Regions from separate parts of the Rattus norvegicus genome. Here region 2 is linked to region 1. Evidence: chromatin contacts called from public Hi-C data. All regions are on one chromosome and are shown on one strand. The core of a region is the stretch at or near the end of the contact, and the rest is flanking DNA. Distances in the headings are between cores, read along the strand shown. Region 1 holds the start of Tprg1l (tumor protein p63 regulated 1-like). Region 2 overlaps Megf6 (multiple EGF-like-domains 6).

Evidence for each region. Hi-C and Micro-C count contacts between places; a contact is called where the count stands out from the background.
Region 2: a Hi-C map of hepatocytes shows a contact between it and region 1, with 2.6 times the contacts expected there. The contact joins the enhancer-like site here to the promoter of Tprg1l in region 1. A contact is called at or near these places in 12 of 12 Hi-C or Micro-C datasets (the A7r5 cell line, the Rat2 cell line, Schwann cells and 7 more) and 1 of 1 datasets of contacts at active chromatin or transcription factors (oligodendrocytes).

The regions. Positions count from the first base shown.
Region 1 is chr5:170,004,669-170,011,460 of GRCr8, forward strand. It overlaps Tprg1l (tumor protein p63 regulated 1-like), which reads right to left and starts at 3,116. Exons shown (of 4, transcript NM_001110318.2): 1 at 2,674-3,116; 2 at 2,410-2,586; 3 at 1,642-1,795; 4 at 1-951. The coding sequence starts at 2,948. The coding sequence ends at 757.
Region 2 is chr5:170,048,742-170,055,791 of GRCr8, forward strand. All of the region lies in intron 3 of Megf6 (multiple EGF-like-domains 6), which reads left to right. Among named protein-coding and RNA genes, the nearest start is that of Megf6, 31 kb to the left of the region's middle. Within about 2 kb of position 3,865, at least 11 of the 93 cell types and tissues checked have an H3K27ac peak or open chromatin away from gene starts, as enhancers often do. A contact at or near this core is called in hepatocytes and liver, where this site is marked.

The sequences.
Region 1 (6,792 bases), core at 1,866-4,365:
TGCTCACATCCATGCCGGTTAACTTAAAGCTAGAGGTATAAAGTGACATCTACAGTGTATTTGCAAGGCCAGAGCTACAGTGGCAAGCTGCATGTGGCTGCGCGCCAAAGCTCAGTGGTGCTCAGCGAGGCTCCCGGGCGCTCGCTGCTCTAAGCATGCACTTGGAAACCCAGCTCATCAGTCCCTTTTAAACAGAGACGGGATGATGTAGACCCACCACCAAGACTCGCGGAAGGGGCTACTTACCACAACCTGCATTAATTTATAAAGTGAGATCCTAAGTCAAACATTCACAGAAAGGCATATTCACTAGGAGCTGGCCAGGCAGACTGTCTTTCTTAGTGACCTGTCTGCTGGCTGTTATTATAGTTAGCATTTAAAAAAAGGGGGGGACTGAATTTTAAAATAGAGCACTTGGCGGGGAGAGTTAATGTGTGCATGTGCGGAAGCCGCTCCCTGCACTCTGCTGTATTCAACAGTCAACACTGCACAAGTGGGTGGGTACACCGTGCTTGGCATGCTGGAGGAGGGAGCGCATGGTGTTACAGAAGGAACACAGTGGTATGGGGGCAGCCGAGTCTGCCTGGCTGAGATCGTGTTGCCAAGGTGTCCAATATCCAACTAAATATACACGGTCCACTTGACTATTCTAACTGGACACATAACAGGACAATGCCCTTGTTCCTCCAGCCACGGTAGGTGTCGACAGGTGGCACACGGAGTCCCCACCACCTTGGTTTCCTGGGGCACAGCTGTCTAGAAGCCTATCTTGCCCCTGGTCATGGAGTAGCCCAGCTTGGCTTCATTGTTAATGAAGGACATCAGCCCCACGTAGGTCTCGATGAGGAGAGGGCGGTCCAGCACCAGCACGTTGTTCGCCTGCCCTGGCAGTGGGCTTTCCTTCTGGGCTTTCTTGACAGCTTGGATTAGGAGAGCCTTGAAGCTTTCCAACTTTAAAGAGAGAATAAACATGGAGTCTTACCCTCAAGCTAAGACAACAGTACTCCACGGGTAAACGAGGCTTCTGAGAAGTTCAAATCCTTCCAAACACCACATACTGATGACACCACTGATGACAGGCTGGGTTCTACAAGCTGTGTCATCAAGTGGCTCATCCTGAGTGAACAGGATGACGGGACCTGCCTCCCTGCCTCAAGTCCAGTCTAGAGGGTACCAGTCTATCTCTAAAGATGCAGTCGAGGGACTTGGCAGCCTGAGGCAAGGTGCTGCCAGCACAGCAGGCGGTAAGTCTTTTCTACAGACACACGTGCTTTGAGGTGGCACGGCACTAAGCACTAACGCGCTAACAGACATGCTGACTGACGGCATCACAGATGGAGGAATTTATTTGGACTATGATGTCACCAAGTGACAGGGCTTTCTCGGACCTACTGTAACCTGTCCAGTGCTCAGTGCCCCTCAGCACCCCTCCCTGGTACTCCAGCAGCCCTCGCCAAGCCTCACCAATCCTGTGTGCAAGCTCACCTCCCAATCCAGACTGAGCATCCTGCAATGGGATGGGGACTCCCTGTTCCTAAACAGCACCACCTAGCTTCCCACTGTGGAGCTGCACTTTTAGGGTTCACACTCTAGGGGCCTATAGCTGTCACTGCTAGGGACCACAGGCCTTGGTCTGCTTACATGGCACAGAGACGCTGTCTTCTCATCCATGCCAGCCATTGGGTGTTCTATGAAGGTGGCATAGGGCATGTTTGTAGACCAGGGGTTCCATCTGTTGATGAAAGAAGGGCGGCTCTGCTTGTCCCACTGAATGCGAACGCCAAAGCCTTCTCGCCTGATGGGGGACGGGGAGAAAGCCTTGCTTACCACAGGAATACAGACGGCATTGCACCAAGTTTCAGGGATTGCCAGGGAAGCTGAGGCTTGGTGTAACAATGTCACACACCTTCGAAGTGTAACAAGTCAATGTCTTGGTGATGCTGAGTCTTGTATACCGCCTATGTAACACAGTTCAACCCGGCCCAATTACAGCCGTGTTTGTTCTCAATGTTACTGAATGGTGCTTAAGTTTGTAGCCATTCGCTTCGTGGAGTCCCTATTCAAATAATTCTTTTATAGCAAGCCAACCAGCCCCTGAAGAGTGGCTGTTAGCAACGGATTTTAAGTACTACTGAGCACATGTCCTGTGTCTCCCTCCTGCTGGAGGTAAAATTCCCAGATTCCCTACACAGCTTTTGACAGTGGGCTCTGCTTCCAAGTATCTTAACGGTATTTAAATGAATGGATTTTAGTGCCTGCAGAGTGGCCAACTGTGCCAGCATCCCTTTCAAGAGGCCACACTGAAATCACCAGCTTCTACTTTAAGGTCCTTTCTACTGGTCCTCCTTGTGACCTTTACCTCACAAGAGAGTGGAACAATACTACTTAAGGATTCGCTGGGGCACCTACTTGTTGAGCGACTTTGGAGGAAACTGGAATTCTCCACAGGAGATGGTGTCTACTGCACTGAGCGCCACCCTGACCACCTGCTGACACTGAAGGCTGATGAAGTCATATTTGCAGATGAGCAAAGACTGGTCGGTGACCAGCACCAGCCGCTCCTTCTCGTTGTTCCAGTGGTCCACCCTGGAGGGAAGAGAGACCGCCCATCACCAAGGGCCCCGACCTCCCGCTTCCGCCCGGTGTCCCCACAGCGCCCTCGCTCTGGCTTACTCGGTCAGCAGCCACACCCCCTGGATCTCGCCGTCCTCCACGGGCCGTACCACGGCGCGGATCTCCTCCACCGCCTGCTCGATAGTGCCGGGTCGGAACACGAAGTACTCCTTGACGCGGGCGCGGCGTGTTGGGTCGTGGACGTTCAGCGGCCACAGAGTCTGGCGCAGCGGCGTGCCCGCCCCCTGCCGTCCGGCGCCCGCATCCTCGCCGGCCGCCAGCACCGCCGTGGGGCTCGTGCCTGCCGAGTCCACTGTGTCCCGCAGCTGTAGCATCACGCCGCCACCGGCCGGCTCCACCGACGGCCGCCGCCCAGCCGTCAGCAGCCGCGCCCCGCCCTCCCTCGTCCGCCTTGTGGTTGGCTGCGCTGCATAAGTCCCGCCTTCTGGACACGCCTCCAGCTCCGTCGGCTGCGTCTCACGATTGGCTTTTCGCCAAGTCATCTTCTGCGATTGGCTCGAGCGTGCTGCCGTTCTTAATTACGGCGGCCCACCCCGGGCCGGAAGCGGCCTCCACGAGCGGAGCCACTTCCTGTTTACAGGAAAGGCTACGAGAAAATGCGGGTCGCGGGTTCCGGACAGATGACGCCTTGGACTCGCGCAGAAGGCGGTGCTTGTGGCGCTCGCGCGAGGGGCGTTGCCCCGACAGTGTGTCCTCGCATTGGCTCGGTGCCTTTCACCTTCTCAGGGGTTATGATGCGCTTCTGGCTGTGGCGCTAGGCGGAGGTGTTCGGCGCACCTGGGAGCTGTGCGTGCCTGGGGTGTGTGGAAGTGTGGGCATGGGCGTGTACGAGTCTGAGGATTGTGGACACCCTGTGTCAGGGCAGCCCAGATAGAGGCTTCTCAAGAGTGCGCAGCATTCCTTGGGTGTGGGCACCGTGGGATGTGGCTTTGTAGGGTTTATGCACACTGTGGAGATACGGGTGTGTAGGTTAGAGATGGATGTCAGACATTTGTTCGTATTGGGCATGAAAACACACAAGTAAGCTACCACATCACTAAAGAGTGCTACTGTGGGGGGATGGGGTGGGGGGGTGGAAGGAAATGTCATTGGATACTCGGGCCCTGCAGCTCCTCCCTGGGACAGAAGCCCTTCCTAGCCCGTTTCCTCCATCCCAGCAGGTTCACAGTGGGATAATGGCTCCATTTAAGTGGATGGTGTATGTAGAGAGTTCATATTGGTCACATCCCCTGGCCTTTTCATGACCCAGGGCACTCCATGTGTCCAGATGCTGGACAGCCTGAACTCAGCTTTCCTTCTAGGAACAGCGCTGACCCCAAGTCATGCTCCATTGCACTGTCTTCAAATCCTCACCCAGGGGGTCACTTCTGGCGTCCCTGTTCCTGTCACGTTCCCTCTTACCCCACCCCCACCCCCAAAACCTTTTGCCTCCAGTATACTGCGTTCAGTTCTGGATTCCTGGTTCAAAACACCTCCCTGGGCAAGACTTGCAGTCCACCAGGGATCTGGGTTTGTTGCCTTCTGTGCTTTGTCACAGTCCTGTGCACACCACACCTGTCATACTGCTCTGTGTGTATCTGTGTGCACAGGTGCATGTGGAAGCTGTACTCGGGAAGGTTTGTGCTTCTACCCCCTTGCTTATGACAGGCATGTTGGACCCTCTAACCGAGGCAGAGTTCCTCCCACTGTTGTACACACTAGGGTTGAGGAAACAGATGAGTGTCTGCAGCCACACAGCCCCCTGAATCTGGAGGGAAACTCATGAAACACTCAGGAAGTCCCTGAAATTGACCAGATGTGAAGCCCAGTCCCTCACAAGGATATATAAACAGAACTGCTGAGGGGAGACACCTACCCACCTGGCTACCTACTCTGAAAGCTCCAGGGCTCCATCTTCTGGAGTCCACACCCACACTAGGATGTGCTTCCGGTGACACAACAGCTTGTGAGTTGCCTTTGCTCTAAGTAACCCCTCACCCATAGTCCTCTAAGCCCAGTAAACCCATTGGTTCACCAAGTTGGACCTTGGTATTCTTACCAAGGTGTCAGCAGGTCACCATCTCAGATGAGTAGACACATCACCCGTCATCAACACAGGACTAGCTAGAACTTTGCACTTCTGGACCGGTGCCTGTGTTCTAGCTCCACCCTGACCCTGGGCCTTGGGCTTCTGGTTAGTTGGAGAGGAGAGAGCCAAGCTACCTCTGCCTCCAGTGCTTTCAGCCACAGTGAACACCGCTCTTTAATGTCCGGGGAGGAGCCGTGGGGCAGCTGCCAACGTGTCCTATGCAAGGCCCGAAAATGGCAACCTTGATCCCAGGGCCACGCACAGTGGGTAGGAAGGGAACCATGTGTGTGTGGATCAGAACCTAGAGCTTTGGGGACCAAGGCCGTGGGATTTAGGGGTAGGCAACCTGAGCCAAGTCTACAGGGAGGGGGCTAAGCAGGGCCTGAGCTTCAGCCCAGCCCCACACTACCCGATGCTGAAGCTTCTGCTAGAGAGACAACAGTGCGCTCGAGCACTCAGACATCGTGACCTAGAGGCGAGGGCTGCAGGTGGTCTTGGGGAAAAGATGGCCCCCTCCGCTTGGGACAAGGTGCACGCAGAGCAAGCAGGCAGGGAGCAGTTTGAAATAGAAGGAAACGAACATCCAGAGACCCTGTCCTCTGGGTTCTGGGAGGAGCTAGAGGCTGTTAAAAATGGTGTAGAAAGGCAGGGATAAGCAGGGGGGGGGGGGGGGGATACTGGTTAGAGACCGTGTGGAGGCCGGTGAGTGTATTTGTGTTTGGGTCATGGTGGCTTCAGACAAGGGATACAAGCAGTAATCCACCACCACCACACATACACATAGCATGCTCCTGCATCAGAGGGGAACGTCCATATTAGTAGGAAAGCCATGTAAGATGTCCCTGAGCTCCTGCTCTCACAGGGGTGCCAGCAGTGTGCCTGGGTTGGTGGAGCTAATGGATTGCTATGACAATATGGCCCCAAAGTCTTTCTAACAGTCACCAAGACATGTGAGACACATCAGTGAATGAGAGCCCAAGATCATTTTGGCTCTGGACCTGTAGTCTGTCCCTTGACAGTTGTGAGGGCTACTCAGCCTGCTGGACCTTTCACAGTGTGGCTTCTCTAGAGAATCCAGCTCACAGCTCGAGGTCTCCAGGATGTTGGTGGGAGCAGCCATGGTGACACGAATCCCCACAGAGGTCCTGAGACCTCTACAGAGAGTGTGCTGGACACCCATAAAGCTGAGAGCTGACAGGGAGGGGCAGATGAATAGATAAATATATATAAGACAATAAACCAGGGATGGAGAGATGGCTCTGCAGTTAAAAACACTGACTGCCCTTCCAAAGGACCGGGGTTCAATCCCCAGCACCCACATGGCAGCTCACAACTGTAAATCCAGGATCCACTTCCCTTACACAGAAAAAAAAAAACACCAACGCACATAAACTAAAAATAACTTCTTCAAAACACAATAAGCAGACGTCGATCTGTGGCATGTATGAATCCTAGGTGTAAGAGATAAACATCACTGTCCATTTTCAGTGTGAGGCATTTAGAGCATTCATAGAATCACAGCAGGTGCTCTGTACCTGTTCAGAGCAGAGGGGACACGCAGCAGCCACAGTACAGCTTAAGATTGGAAAGTCAGGGTGTTCTAAGTCAAAGCCCAAGTGTCAGGAAGGGGAGGAGACTCTCTGGTCCCAGGAGGATGGGGAATTTGTGGTGGGGATCATGCTAGACAAGAGGGAGAGACAACTTTCTGGAGCAGCCTGTGAGGAAAAGGGTCAGGAATCCTTTCAGATTGGGGACTGCCAAAACCATGGCTTCTCAATGACAAATGTGAACACTGGCTATTTTGACCTTTTGTCCACTCTGAAACCTGGCTTCTGCAGAAATGAGAAGTGAAAATGTCTTGTCTCAGGTTTACTACCCTGAGGAGTCTCCAGTATTCTCACTGTGAAGTAAATACCATTATATCTCATGTGGGGCTGCCAGGACAGACCACAAACTGGCTCCCTGGAAGCAATTGAAGCTGAAGAACCACAGTTGTGTGTGTGTGTGTGTGTGTGTGTGTGTGTGTGTGTGTGTGTGGTGTTCTGACACATGAGGGCACAGAACAAACCACAAACTGACCCTCTGGAAGC
Region 2 (7,050 bases), core at 2,615-5,114, 45 kb after region 1:
TAGTCCTTTCCCTGCTTCAGTCACAGGACCCTGTCTGAGGCACCATGGAGACACTGTCCAGATGCAGGACCGAGTCCTGGCGTGCCTCCGTCCTGATCATACCGTGTGTGCATGGGTGGCAGGCAGATACTGTGTCACACAAGGGGTGCCTATGTTGCTTGGGATCTACAATGGCTGGTATTCCATCCCCATGTCTGTCTGCAAGGTTGGGGTCATGGAACCCAGATTGTGAGAGGACCCCGTGGCCAGGAGCTCTGTATGGTGCGGATCCCTGGGAGGCTAAGGGACCATGCCTGTGCCTAGGCCACTGGTAAGTGGTTTCCTGGAAGCCATTGTGTCTGTGGAGTTATTCTGCCCACCTGTCAAGCCGCAGAGCCAATTTAACACCTCCCACTGGTTGGGATAAGGGCTGGGGGCTTTTAAATTCTGAGCAGAAGAAAGGCTGGACTAAGTTGAAGGGTGGGGGAGGGGTGGTTGCCCAGGCACAAGATGGAGAACCTCTACCCTCTGTGGGTGGCCTCTTCTCTTTCCTGAGCCTCATGCCCTCACAGCTCTGCCTTTCTTCAGCTGGTAAAGGGATGTCGAAGGGCAAGCCTCTAAGAGCTTCTGGGAAGCTCACAGGACACAAGATCTGCCTCTGAGGTGGACATGGCCTGTGTGGGAAGCAACCCATCAGGAGGGACTGAAGGAGCCACATTACAGGCACCAATGGTTACAGGAGCAGCGGGGTCAGTCTGAAGAAGCCAGCCTAGGGCTGTGGTTGTAGCTTTCTCTCACTTCCTGGGTACTGATTAGGACGAACCTGGGGACAGCATCTTGGGATGTAGTGATGGCTCACTCTGCAATCTGCATGCTCCCTCCTGTGCTCCTACCTGGTGGGCTGCACTGCTCTTTCCAGGGCCTCTCCGTCTTCAAGCCAAACAGACATTGCTAGAAGGTCCCCATGAAACATAAATCTCACTGTTACTGGGAACACGAGTCCCCCCTGGAATGTGTGGTGCTCAACACAGAGGGCTGCCATCCAGGCTGCTCAGCCTGCTGCTCGGACAGACCTGAACACGATGTTCTCGTTACTCAGGGATTCTCAGGAACCAGTGATAGCAAGAGGAGCTGGCCTCATTTGCCCGTTTGTGTTGTGTATTCCTAAAGAGTAAGCAAGATAGATGCAGCCTGTGGCTGCCGCAGGAGGAAGCTGCATGCACTGACTCTTGAGCTTGCCTGATCAGAGAGACTCAGGACTCTCTCTGAGGCCACTCAGTAGTAAGCCTGGGGCCAACCCTGTCCGTTACACAGGAGACCTGTGAGTGGCTGTGGGCAGCAGCTTCCGTGAGCTGGGAGCTCCAGGCTAGTCTGCTGGAGTTGGTCAACTGATGTGGATCAAGCAAGGCAGAGAGGGGCTTTGCACCCTGCACACTCAGCTGTGAGCCTAAAACCTGAGGAGAAAGCCTGTCTATTTCCCTGTGTGCTACAGGCCGTTGGAGCAGACAGCTTAGACGTTCCTAGAGTGCTCCCGGCCTCAGCCTGCCTTCCTGGGCTGTGCGTGCAAGGCCTCCTCATCCACGGAGATCAAGTATGGGCTGAGCAGTGGTCAGTTAACGTGGAGCCTGTTTGGATCTGCTGTGGGACAGAGCCAAGTAGGGCCTCTGAGGAGAAAGCCCTTGATCCTGTGGCTAGGAGCGGGTGGGCTTGAAAGGCAGCACCTATGTGGCTCATTGAACTTGTGCCTCGTGTCCGGAATGCGGCAGACTGGTTCACCCTGCCTGGTATGGCACGTGGAGGGAGCCGGCTTCAGCACCTCCATCCCCAGGTTCCAGGGAATGCAAATGTGTGCAGTTGCCAGAGCCCTCTTGACTGCCACTGGGTACGGTGAACACCAGTGTCCCTGTTGGTGTGGAGTCCCCAGGGGGTTCACCTGTTAAACCTCACCTAACATTTGGGAAGGTGGGACAACTGTGCCTCAGTTTCCCCCCCTGGGAAAGAGCTGTCCGGGAGTCAGTTGGACAGTAAGCAACAAGTCTAGTGTCTGACCACAGGGCGAGGGTGGGCGGCTTCAGAGGTCAACAGAGGAGCACCACCTCCTTCCCAGCCTGGGCTGCTTGCTGGGCACTGTGGACCCATCTTGCCAGGTCCCTGTTATGTGGCTCTGAGGTCCCTTTCTGGATGCCTTGCCTGACCTGTGACACAGGGACCACCAACCCCTAAGCTTAGTCTGTCAGCCCAGGTATCTCCATGTCTGCTACACCGGACCCCAGGATCAGCTGATCCCGTAGGCTGGTCCATGGTAGCCAGTCCCAGGTGATTTAAAGTGTTGGATGGACCTGGGGGGCTCACAGCTGTGGGGTGTTCTGGGTGGGAAAGAATCACAGTCTCCACAGACCGCCAAGGGGCCTAGCCTGAGATGGGGGTGTGTTTAAGATTCTTTCTAGAGGGCTGGAGAGATGGCTCAGTGGTTAAGAGCACCCGACTGCTCTTCCAGAGGTCATGAGTTCAATTCCCAGCAACCACATGGTGGCTCACAACCATCTGTAAAGAGATCTGATGCCCTCTTCTGGTGTATCTGAAGACAGCTACAGTGTACTTATATATAATAAATAAATAAATCTTTAAAAAAAAAAAAAAAAAGATTCTTTCTAGAGGCAGGGGGTTCTGGCTTCTTCCAGCCGGAAGACACAGGTTTCCAAGAGCGTCCTGGAAGCTGGTTCCGTGCCTGCTCAAACAACAAAGGTTGCTTGCGTCTTGACTTACCCTCTCTACCTGGCCATGGCCATTCCCAGCCAGCACTGGCTGGAGAGGCAGACTCTGGGAAATCTGCTGATGGCTCATCTTCAAGATTCCCGGGGTCCGTGTATCCTGTTCCAGCAGGATAATTAACCAGGAATCTGCAGGTGGGGGAGCTGGCTGGCAGCGGCTTCCCGAATCTGCTTTTGGGTCTTAGCCCTAAGCATTCCAGGGCAAGGCCCTGCCCTCTGTGCCCAGTGGTGCCAGGCCTGTACACCGTCATGAGGATCTGGGCCAACTGATAGCAGGACAGGTACCGTGGGAGGAGGAGTAGACACTGGGGTGCTGATGGTTGCGTAAATGGTTAGCGTCCAATCAGGGCTGACCTCGAGGGAGCTGCTGGCTAGGTCATGCTCAGGCCAGCATCTCTCTGGAGCCAAGAGCAGTGGGGAGGTTGGTCCTCCATGGCAGGCTCGTGGGCCCCTGAATCTGGGAGTGGAGGCCTCTACTGGCTGACTCTGATCTCAGAAGGGAGGCGCTGTCCTTAGATAAGCTTCTTGCACTGGGCACTAGGTTTCAGTAACACCAGCCTCCGAGGCCAGGTTGGAGTGATGAGCATGGTCTTGTTTCCTGAATGGATATGCCCACTCCCCTACCCACCAGGGTCAGGGATCCTCCGCTCTCAGGAGGAACTGCAGTGTGCTTGCTACATGGGAACCCTGAGGCGGAGAGGCCTGCAAGCCCACAGTCACTCGGTTAACTGGACATCTCAGAAGACTTGTAGACAGTGGGTGCTGTTGGGTGCTGAACCCCAATGTGGAGAGAATCCAAGATGCGTTTTGGCAGCCCTGGGTCCAGTGTCTTCCTTCAGCCCAGGCCCTCAGGTTCCTGGGTTCATTTCCTCAACCCCTATCTTATACCTACTTGGCCTGCCTTTTCCTCTAGGCTCCCCTGAGAAGGCCTCGTTCACCCAGCAGTCTGTGTCCAACCCTCAAGGATTCTTCCAAACTGCTGCCGAGGAAAAGGGAAAGGTGTGGTCTGGCCGCAGGCCAGTGAGAATGACATCATCTCCTTTCTACCCCGATGTGTTTGGAGACGCACCCCAGGACAGTCGCTTCCTCACAGGGAGAGGAAGTGGCTACATGTCCTAAGACACCTCCCTTTGTGTCTGGGCTGTGCCTTGGACTGACTGTGCACAGGGCAGGCAGGGTCCTTGTTGTTGACTGGGTCCTCTTGTTTACTGGGTGGGCCAATCACCCACCCAGTAAAAGGGCCTGACACACATCAGTGGTCCATTGAGGCTGTCTGTCTGCTTTCATGGTGGACTCCTGTCTACTACTGGGTGCCCATCCCCCAGGCTCCATCCAGATTGCAATACCACTTTATTCTTAACGGCGTTCCTTATTCCCCGATTGGCTGCGGGGCCTTGAGTCATCTCCGTTTCCCAGGGGCATCCCCATTCTTTTTTTTTTTTTTTTTTTTTTTGGTTCTTTTTTTCGGAGCTGGGGACCGAACCCAGGGCCTTGTGCTTCCTAGGCAAGCGCTCTACCACTGAGCTAAATCCCCAACCCCGGCATCCCCATTCTTGAGAGCCTTCCTGTGTATGCCGTAGCCGGCTTGTCTACTCTAGTCCTCTGTGGCTGCATGGCTTCTGGGTGGTGTCTGGGTCTCCCTTGGTGATGAGAGGCCATTGCAGGCAGGGTACGGTGAAGGCACGCTGCTCCTCAGTTAGGAGGTGTAGCTGAGAGCGTATGGCACTAGGAACGGCTCTCCCTACCTACGTGGTACTCAGAACAATGTGATCCATGGGCACATAGGAAAGCCTCTCTGCAGCTCCTGCAGAGGAAGAACCCCCACTGCCTCTCCATTGAACTCTGTGTGGGATCACACAGAGTTGTATAGGTGTTAAGTGACCCTGTAAAACAGGGTCAGCGTGGGGTTGGGGATTTAGCTCAGTGGTAGAGCGCTTGCCTAGCAAGTGCAAGGCCCTGGGTTCGGTCCCTAGCTCCAAAAAAAAAAAAAAACAAAAAAAAAAAAACAGGGTCAGCGTGCCAGGGGTCAGAGTGCCAGGGGTCAGAGTGCCAGGGGTCAGTGTGCCAGGCGTCCCATGGATCCTGGGGCATTCAGGATTTCTGTAAGATTCTCCCGTCCACTCTGTAAATGGAGATGATGTTTATGTTATGTTCCAGCAATGACATAAACACAGCTCTTTAGAGGATGTCAGTGTCCATCACCTCGTGTCTGGGAATGTGTGCAGGGCTGAGCTGGTGGCCTGCTTCCCCTTGGCTGAGTTGCAGGGCTGGTGTGGACAGTGGTCAGGGCTTGGACAAACGTCTCCACCCTGTCTGTAACCCCCTGTATTCTGTCTCCCGGTTCTGCACGCTCATCTGAGTCATTTGGATTCTGTGTGTGGAGAAAGCTTGGCTGCAGGCTTTTCTGGAGTCTGTGGTAGGAACATCCCTCACCTCCTGGCCTTGCCAACTCAGGATCTCCCCATCAGACCTTCATTCAGATCAGGGCCTGTCAGGTGCTGAGGATTGGAACCTGGCCCTGACCAGTTGCTATTTCCTGTGAGCTTCTGGGTCTGTAAGCCAGAGATGGAGGAATGCAGGATGCAGGGTGAGACCTAGAATTTGCTGGGCGGGGGTGAGGGATAGGTCTGGGAAGACATACCTTAACTACATCCCCTATGAACCCATGGCTAATGGGCATGATCGTGGTGGCATGTGGCTGTGTGTGGTAACACCCAGAAATGAGAAGGGGTGTGCTCTACGGAGTGGGAATACCTGTTTGTGTACTTGTGGCCATACAGAGAGAGACCAAGGGATTTTTTTTCAATCACTGTGTCCAGTGGGCAGCCTCTCAAAGGACCTTGGTTCGTGTAGCCCCCGTGGCCTGGATGCTCAGATAGCCTCATGGTGACCGGGGACTGCACTGGACAGGACTTGGTGCCTGTGGTTGTCCTGGTTGATGCCTTCTCTGCCTCTGGAGGAAGAGTCTAGAACTTCCAAAGTAAGCCTGCTCTCCTTAGGGATGCTGGCCCCTAGTCCCTTGTCCCAAGAGCTGACGCACCTGGCTTCTCTTCAAGACCTTTCTCTAGGTGGCAGGAAGACTTGAGAGAGGAGCCCTTAGCCAAGCTGGGTCCAGCGCTGGGCAGATTTAGAGGTTCACAGATCCTCTTCTGAAGGGTCCCCCTGGCTTTGGTGCCTTTTATTCAGGGTGGTGTGCTGGTGCCCCCTGGTGGCTATGAGAGGTCAATGCAGGCTCATGGCTGCCTAGGATTTAGGGTCATGAGAGCAGTCGTGATCAGGACAAAGAGTCTGTGCCTAACATGGTGGGGAGGGGCTGGTCACAGGTCTGTCAGGCGTAGGGTACAGTAAGGTACAAAGTCCTGTTTTGGGGGTTCCCTCTGGTTTTGGGGGCCTGAGGGTGGGGAAGCAGAAGGTCCAGGGAGAAGCAGTAGAGTTACCTGGGGAAATGGTAGCTAGGGTTGAGGCTGATGCTAGATTTGTCTATGGTGACAGTAGTCCAGGACACAGAAATAAAACCTAGTGTGATGGGGGCAGGGAAAGTAAGTCCCCATTGGTGATGAGCCCAGGGTGTAGAGAGGGGCAGTGAGGGCAGTGGTGTGGGTGTGGAGGTTTTCGGAAGCTTTCTTGAACTGGGGAGGGTTTGGGAAGGAACAAGCTAGCTGGGGGATGTGTGAACAGGTGAGGCAGGGAATTGCCCCGAGGAAGAGGACTCAAGTCATCAGGGTACAAGGCTCAGCAGAATGGGCAGGGCCACAGCCCTCCCTTCCCACAGGCAGTGCAGCCTGAGTCTGCTCTGCTCAAACCCTGTCTCCAGGTAGCCTCATGAAGAATGGACAACCCTCACTCCCCAACCTCTCTACCTCTTAGTTCCTTTCCCCTCCTCTTTTCTTTGTGTGTGTGTGTGTGTACATGTATGTATGTATCTGGGTATGTATCTGCATGCATGTGTGTGTATGTTTGTTTCTGTGTGCATGTGTGTCTATGCGTGTGCATCTGTGTGTGTCTGTGTGTGCACGCATGTACATGTATAGGTACATGTGTGTATGTGTATGTATTTGCATGTATATGTGTGTGCATCTGTGTGCATGCATGTGCATGTGTGTTTCTGTGTGTGCATCTGCATATATGTGCGTGTGTATCTGTGTGTGTCTGAGTGTGTATATATGTACCTGCGTGTGTGCCTATCTCTGTGTGTGTATCTGCATGTGTATGCATGTGTGCATCTGCATGTGTGCCCATGTGTGCATGTGTGTACATGTGTGTATGTACATGTGTGTTTGTATCTCTTTGTGTATCTGCA